2 separate regions of the Mus musculus genome follow, and region 1 is linked to region 2. Evidence: chromatin contacts called from public Hi-C data. All regions are on one chromosome and are shown on one strand. Each heading gives the region's core, a stretch centred on a gene start, on an enhancer-like site or on the middle of the called end of the contact. The rest is flanking DNA. Distances are from core to core; before and after follow the strand shown.

Evidence for each region. Hi-C and Micro-C count contacts between places; a contact is called where the count stands out from the background.
Region 1: a Hi-C map of liver shows a contact between it and region 2, with 5 times the contacts expected there. The contact joins two enhancer-like sites. A contact is called at or near these places in 3 of 39 promoter capture datasets (liver and stem cell-derived epiblast-like cells) and 10 of 484 Hi-C or Micro-C datasets (the G1E-ER4 cell line, embryonic stem cells, liver and 1 more).

The regions. Positions count from the first base shown.
Region 1 is chr6:28,030,828-28,034,679 of GRCm38.p6, reverse strand. All of the region lies in intron 1 of Grm8 (glutamate receptor, metabotropic 8), which reads left to right. Among named protein-coding and RNA genes, the nearest start is that of Gm52896, 66 kb to the left of the region's middle. Within about 2 kb of position 2,464, at least 3 of the 459 cell types and tissues checked have an H3K27ac peak or open chromatin away from gene starts, as enhancers often do. A contact at or near this core is called in liver, where this site is marked.
Region 2 is chr6:27,660,175-27,663,932 of GRCm38.p6, reverse strand. All of the region lies in intron 5 of Grm8 (glutamate receptor, metabotropic 8), which reads left to right. Among named protein-coding and RNA genes, the nearest start is that of Mir592, 270 kb to the left of the region's middle. Within about 2 kb of position 1,987, at least 3 of the 459 cell types and tissues checked have an H3K27ac peak or open chromatin away from gene starts, as enhancers often do. A contact at or near this core is called in liver, where this site is marked.

The DNA.
Region 1 (3,852 bases), core at 1,215-3,714, 370 kb before region 2:
TATAACCATCACCACCCGCACCCCCATCCCTCTCTACATGACCAAGACCATCATCACTATCACCATCTACATTTCTATCCCCATCCCCATCCCCATCCCCCATCCCCATCCCCATCACTATCACCATGACCATAACCACCACCATCTCTATCACCCTATTTGCCATGTTTTGGAGCTCTATACCACACCCAGAGACTTTATTAGAATTGTTGCTCACCCAGAGGACAGGCCCTGCAATGTGAGTATTACTTTATAATTAATCCATTTTCTACTTAACAAGTGATAAAGCCCGCATAGGAATTCAGGCCTGAATGAATTAACACCTCTGCTGGGTCCTTATTGTCCCCTCCCCCTGCCCTGCCAGCTGTCCCTGTATGTGTAGCTGCCACACCATCACTTTCTTCTAAGGTGACAGGAACTGGAAGAGAGATAGCAGTTTCCCTGTTCTCAAGATTAAAATTAAACACGAAAATTCAACAATTAGCAAGTGAGAAAAAGTAAGCATAATTTTAAATTTGCCTAGGTATGTACACACCTTATTAAAATAAGTTCTGAGCTGCAAAATCAAAGCCTTGGAATATAAAAGAGAAACATATGAAACTTAAAAATATAACCTATATTTAATACATTCAAGAGAAGTAAAGTATAACATCTGGCTTTCTCAAGACCTCCCAAGGCACATAGCATCCCTTCTTTAGACTTCTTATCTGCAAGCTAAATAGAAGCAGCTGTTTCTCTCGCGTTTCCTATACATTGTCTCACACTGAAGAGCCTTTACTATGTAATTCTCTGCAAATATACATGCTCAATATTTGATGAGTCTCAACATTTTCTTAAAAGGCCAATAGACAGAGACATAAGGACTATGCCATGATGATGAGAGATAGGACGGAAGCTTGCAATGGAGCAGCCCCCAAAAGATCACCTGATGCATTTATGATTGAAAAATGTTGATTCTCCCCTTAGTCTGATGGAACTTTCCCAACTTCGCATTGTTAGGTTTTGGGGTTGTCTTCTTTTATGATACAAACAATAATCAAAAGAGAAGATTGATCCTTAGGTAGGTGATGGAGGTTTTCAGCAAAGCCATGCGAAATAGGTAGGATACTCACTTGCAGGTGGGAGTTTTTCTGCATACTCAGAGGGAAAACAGAGTTCTTTGGAGATTGAGTTTATTGCAGGTGTGATTTCCTCCAGCAAGACTGATGTTGCAACAGGAGATGGAATAGCAAGCACATGACCAAGGACTGAAGTGGAGCCTGCAGGCCAGGTCAGAAGAGCAGGGCAATATGGGGCAGCGCTTTCCTAGGGAGACCTGACCTCCCACAATGTCCTTGTACAATCAGGAGCCAGGTGGTTGTGCTCTTTGCCATGCAAGCATATGTGATTCCCCAAGGAAGGAAAAATTCTTCCCTATTTGCTAACCCTTGGTATTAATTCTAATGTATAGCACATACCAACTGGGGAAATCACAGTGTTAAGACAGCATTTCTTCAGTGCTAGCCTTCTTTTTTTTCAATTTTTTTATTAGATATTTTCTTCATTTATATTTCAAATGCTATCCCTAAAGTCCCCTATACCCCCCCTGCCCTGCTCCCCTACCCGCCCACTCCTACTTCTTGACCCTGGCTTCCCCTGTACTGGGGCATATAAAGTTTCCAAGACCAAGGGGCCTCTCTTCCCAGTGATGGCTGACTAGGCCATCTTTTGCTACATATGCAGCTAGAGACATGAACTCTGGGGGTACCTGTTAGTTCATATTGTTGTTCCACCTATAGGGTTACAGACCCCTTCAGCTCCTTGGGTACTTTCTCTAGCTCCTCCACTGGGGCCCCTGTGTTCCATCTAATAGATGACTGTGAGCATCCACTTCTGTATTTGCCAGGTACTGGCATAGCCTCACAAGAGACAACTATATCAGGGTCTTTTCCACAAAATCTTGCTGGCATATGCAATAGTGTCTGGGTTTGGTGGCTGATTATGGGATGGATCTCCAGGTGGGGTAGTCTCTGGATGGTCCATCCTTTCGTCTCAGCTCTAAACTTTGTCTCTGTAACTCCTTCCATGGGTATTTTGTTCCTTATTCTAAGGAGGAATGAAGCATCCATGCATTGGTCTTCCTTCTTCTTGATTTTCTTGTGTTTTGCAAATTGTATCTTGGGTATTCTCTTGGGCATATACCCAGAAGGTAATGAGGACACATGGTCTACTATGTTCATAGCAGCCTTATTTATAATAGCCAGAAGTTGGAAAGAACCCAGATGTCCCTCAACAGAGGAATGGGTACAGAAAATGTGGTACATTTACACAATGGAGTACTACTCAGCTAGCCTTCTTAAATTCACAGTAAGGGCAGTCCTGTTTTTGAAATCGGCTCTGCCTTTGTCAGCTGCGGATATGCAGTCGCACCCTGAGAGTATCACCTCTGGACTTTGTGAGGCCAGCCAATGGACAGATTTGGTAATGGCTGAATCTACACTGTGATGCAACTCACCTGCACTGAGCCAGATCAACAAGACCTGGGATCAAGGAGGGCTGATCTTGGTTGGAACCACGTGTCCTAACTTCCAATAGAGTGCTTTGCTATAACCTCCCACATCTCTTTGCTTTTTCAGCTACTTAATGTCTATCATTGTCATAGAATGAAAGACACAGGCACCCTATCCAGGCTTATGTCAGCATCACAGGGTGTAAGGTAGCCTGGAGGGCTCTGACTCATGTTCTGTTTGCCCATTCAAATGCCAGGCATCCTATTGCCATGTTCCCCTCCCCCCTTCCCCAATCTGGCTCTGAGAACCTTTGGCTTCTTTTGAACCCTCCTGAACTTTCATTTGTTTTTGTCTCACATCTGAGCCCATCGTCAGTTTTAGGGACCTTTGTAGGTTACTGTGATGCATCCTGTGTTCAGTACCAGGATTTTAGCTTTTACTCCTCACCTCCTGGGAGATGGTTAGTTACCTTTTAAATGTCTTCTAAGCCTTCTATTTTAACTCCGTTCCTTTCCTCATTCACCGAAAGAATGAAAGGATAATTTTATTTATTTTCATGTATTTATTTAAACAGCCTTTGTTGTTTGTATTTAAAGTATGTAAAACACGTACACACATATAATAAAAGAGCATTTTGATAAGTATATAATAAAAGCATTTTCACTGTCACATGGCCACTGTGTCTTGTGATGAGTGGCTGGAGTGTACTCATTACCTTTGAGCCATGAACCTTCTTCTCTTTGGTCCAAAGCTTGCTTAGGCACTGAGTTGAAGTGATGAGCCTTTTCAATCTGTCCTTATGGAAACAATGTTGCTCCCAGAAGCTTTTCTTTAAGGGTTTCCCCAGCCACAAGCCTGCTCTGTATTGTCTTGAAGGAAAGATTTCACTCAAGGATATTCATGTTTTTTCTTTTTCATTCCAGAATAAACTGTAGCTGAGATGCTTGCTATCCTCTGAGACCCGACTATTCCAATTAAGACACAATTAAATCAGAGCAGATTGAGCAATGGATCAATAACTTTTTAAACTACAGAAATGGCTCATTAGGTAAACAGGATGACTGTCTCTCAGAAACGCTTTCTTATTTTTCCATTTCTTAAAATAATAACCATTTATTTCTATGTATGTGTCTGTCTCTGTATGCCACATGTGTGTGGATACCCTAAGAGCCCAGAAGCGAGTGTTGGGTGCCTTGGAGTTGTAGTCGCAGGCCATGTGATCTTCCCCTAGAAGAGTAGCAAGTTCTCTTGATCGCTGAGCCCCTCGCCAGCTTCTGGACACTTTTTCTTGAGGCTGACTGTGGCCCTGACCTTATGCCCTCTCCTGGCCCTGGCAAGGCCTATAACATCTGCTGTTGGCAGA
Region 2 (3,758 bases), core at 738-3,237:
ACTGGACTTAAAACTCTCATTGTCTGCATCAGCTGTGCACGGATACTTAAATCTTTTGTAGTCAAGCACGCACAAGCAATACAGCTTTAAGAAGCCAACATGGTCTGAAGATATAACCATATGGAAAACCTTAGTGTTCGTAAGACCCTAGGTTTGAGTGCTAGACCAAAGGCAAAGCAAATGCAAAACAAATGGAAGCAGTAAACAAGGAACCTTCTTTTGTTCTCAGGAAATGTGGTTGCGGTTGACACTCAGAAGATTTCTTGCTGAAGCTATAGTCAATTCATACCAATGCACTTACAGAAAACCTCTTCACCCAATAAAACCTAATGATGCTTTAAATTGTCAGTTTGTTAGGGAGATAAGTTTGCACAATCTTTAACAGGGAGTATCTCCCCCTCTATCAACAAGGTGCACCTTATGTGATGGGCTGGCTTGTCACAGTTGTAATTTGTCTCTTGAGATGTTGTATCTTTTTCTGCTAAGGTGAAACTTTTAACTGTCTTCACTGCCCCCCGAACAAAGAAGAATATCATCTTCACACTGTAAAGGAATGAGATAAGAGGGAGGATTTTATATCTGAATGTTTATTTGATAATCTCAAAAAAATGAGAGGAAGGTTTTAGCAAACACCTAAGATCTTACTGTTCAGGTAGATGTGTTATCTCCAACAGAGGAAGGTGACAGCTTTACCTGTTTCAGAGCCCTGAAAAAGAGCAGAGCAAAGATCTACTATAGTATAGCAAGTAGTTTCATTTGGAAACAGAGGATGTCATTTGAACTAGGTACTATAGGAAAGTGATGGTATTATTTGTTAATGGCTCCAACATATTGAAGGAGAATATAGTAGCTTTCTTTTTGGCAGCATGGGAACATTTATAAAAACTATCACAGGATAAGTAAATTCCTTTGCATATAAATCTTTTATCATATAGTGAACTTTATGCTTTGATTCTGGCTTCAAAGTATGTTGGGAGAGCTTTCGAAAATATTTGGCAGAATCTACTCAGATTTTAATAGATTCTATTCCAGGTATTTTGTGTATCAATAGACATTTTAGCCTGTAGAATATAGAAATTAGTTTAGGATAACAGATTAGTAGTAACCATTCAAAATGACCACATTCTACTCTCTAGAACTGTGAATATGTTATAATCTTTAGCAAGGTGACCTCCAACTTGCAGGTAGTAGTAAGGCTGATGAACAGCTGACCAAGAGAAAAAGAGAATTATCCAAGATTGTCCATGGTAGTGGGGCTGGAGAGTCAATGTAATCACACAGTTCTTTTTCCAGACAGGGCTTCTCTGTGTAGCCCTGGCTGTACTGGAACTCACTTTGTAGACCAGGCTGGCCTCGAACTCAGAAATCCTCCTGCCTCTGCCTCCCAAGTGCTGGGATTAAAGGCATGTGCCACCACGCCCGGTTAATCACACAGTTCTTAAGAGAAGAAGAAAGTCACAGTTAGGCATTTCTAGAACCTTCCTTGGTCATCCTGAAGGTTGAGTAAAGGACTGTGATACAACAAATGGGACCCGTATGGCAAAGCTTGAAAATGCAGGCTCTGTGTCCCCTCCAACCCTGTCGTGTCTGTAGAATTACTGCTCCAGTGACACCTCAATTTCAGCCCAATGAGATGCATTTTACACTCTAGGACTAGTGCTGGAGAACAACTGATGCCTGTTAAGCCATTACAATTGGGCAATTTGTTCTAGCAACCACTGGAAAACAGCCCAGGCATCTAAGTGTTTATCTGAGGTACGTGAAATGTAATGGGAATAAAGTACCCTAAGAAACTCACTGTAACTGCACATTGAAGAGTCCTCTTCTCTGGGACCTAAAGGAACAGCTGCTTTGAATATATTGTTACAACTTCATTTGAAAAGTCTTCTCATTTTAAATAAACAGGCTATGATCTCAGAGCAGAAAGGCTCTGTGAGGATCACAGTTCACGTTCACCACTGATACAGTTTGTTTACTTTCAGGAAGAGATCGGGCAAAGGTGGAAGAGGTTAATAAAGAGAGAGTAGCTGTTGTCCAGCCAGGAAGCTGGCCATCTAGATTACTGTGTATTCATCTTGAGTGTTTAAAGCCGGATGTTGAATGACTTTCTCCCTCTTCAGTGTGCTCTCAAAGGTCAAATTGAGAGATTTTTCTTGGATTTGGCATTTCTTTTGTAAGATGGAATCATCTTTTTTTTTTGTTTTGTTTCCAGTGTCTCTTCTGTTACTGAGAACAAGTGTCCTTGTCAGAAAATGGTCACCAGAAAGGTATCTGTTTGAGATGCTGTACTTTAAGTTTATTTGGATCCTTGACTTATCTTTCTTCAAAAGTCTTTTCTAAATGCCACACAGGAATCACTCAATACATTTATCCACTCTAATTTTTATCTTAAAATGTCTCTTCAATTTCATGTGTTACTTCACTAACACAATTAGGAAGGTGGCTATTATCTTCTTTAACTCCCAAATGTTGCAAAAAGGGATATTAAAAAATCTCTCCTGAAAATGCCCTATAGTTTATTTTCCTAATTGCATGACTGACAACCCTTCTACTTTATTGGCTAGTAGGTATTTTTGTCCCACAGTCTTTGGCTCTTCTCAGGGCCCATCTTTACTGTGAAAAGAAATTTGAAAGATCTTTATAGGAACAGTCTAATCAATATTTGCTGCTTAGGACTTAGGGTTTGGAACTTAGGTCTAACTAACATTTTTCCAAGTTGAGACAGGTAATTTCAAATTTTTATGTGTGCCTGATGGTCTTTTCTGTATTCTGAAAAGTCTCTAACTATAGCGTTTAGTTTTGGTTGTATCTGAGGTGTAATTCTAGAGCTGGCTGTATCAGTTAGTATATGGAAATGGGTCTTGAAGACAACTGGTATGTTAAAAATTACTCTTGAAATCATTTGGTGGAAGTCTACATAAAGAGAAAGAAAGTGAGGAGATGACAGGGTATGAGGGATAAAAACAAAGAAGAAAGAACCAAGTCTGAGAAATCTGGGGAAAGGAAGGCAAGGAACAACTGGAGAACTGAATTTTGTTTGCTGAACAATGTGTCACATTGTGCCTTAGCTTTGGTCAAGGAATTTTTTTTTTTAAGTGAGAGTTACAATTGAAGTCCTTCCTCTATATAGCAACAGGACATGTTCCATATTAGGTTTAAAAACATTTACTCTCTTTGTCTTCAGTCTTCTCAGATGAGCAGTATTATTTGAGCCACATATTCTTCTAAGTGACCTTCGAGACTCTCATTTTCTTTGTGGAGCCTCCTGCATTTAGACTGCTATACTGGTGGGTTGAAATGAAAATGCATGGATGCATAAGTTGTTTTTCTTAAATGACCCCCTGGAAGCAAGATCATGAGTGGTCAAGGGAGATGCTTCTGTAGAAAGTCCATGTAGCAGACTTCCAACTAGTCAACTGCATAAAGATGAAGATAATGTACTCTGCCTGCTATACATAAAACAAAGAAAACATTTCTCTAGATCAAAGGTAAGCTCTGAGGACAAACTTGGAAATGGACATAAGCAATCCTTCTGTTTTATTGGTAAGCCAAAATAATGCTTGTACAAATGAATACAGGTCTATCAAGAACTGAGCAATCATTAGTCTTGAGATAAGATAAATCAGCAGGTTTACAGGAACTGGATTCTAACCTATAGTTGTGCTCCTTACATTGAAGACACTTTTAGACAAAACACAAATATAAGCACAAAAGAAAACAAAGAGATGTATACATATAATGAGCTAGGGACATCAAAC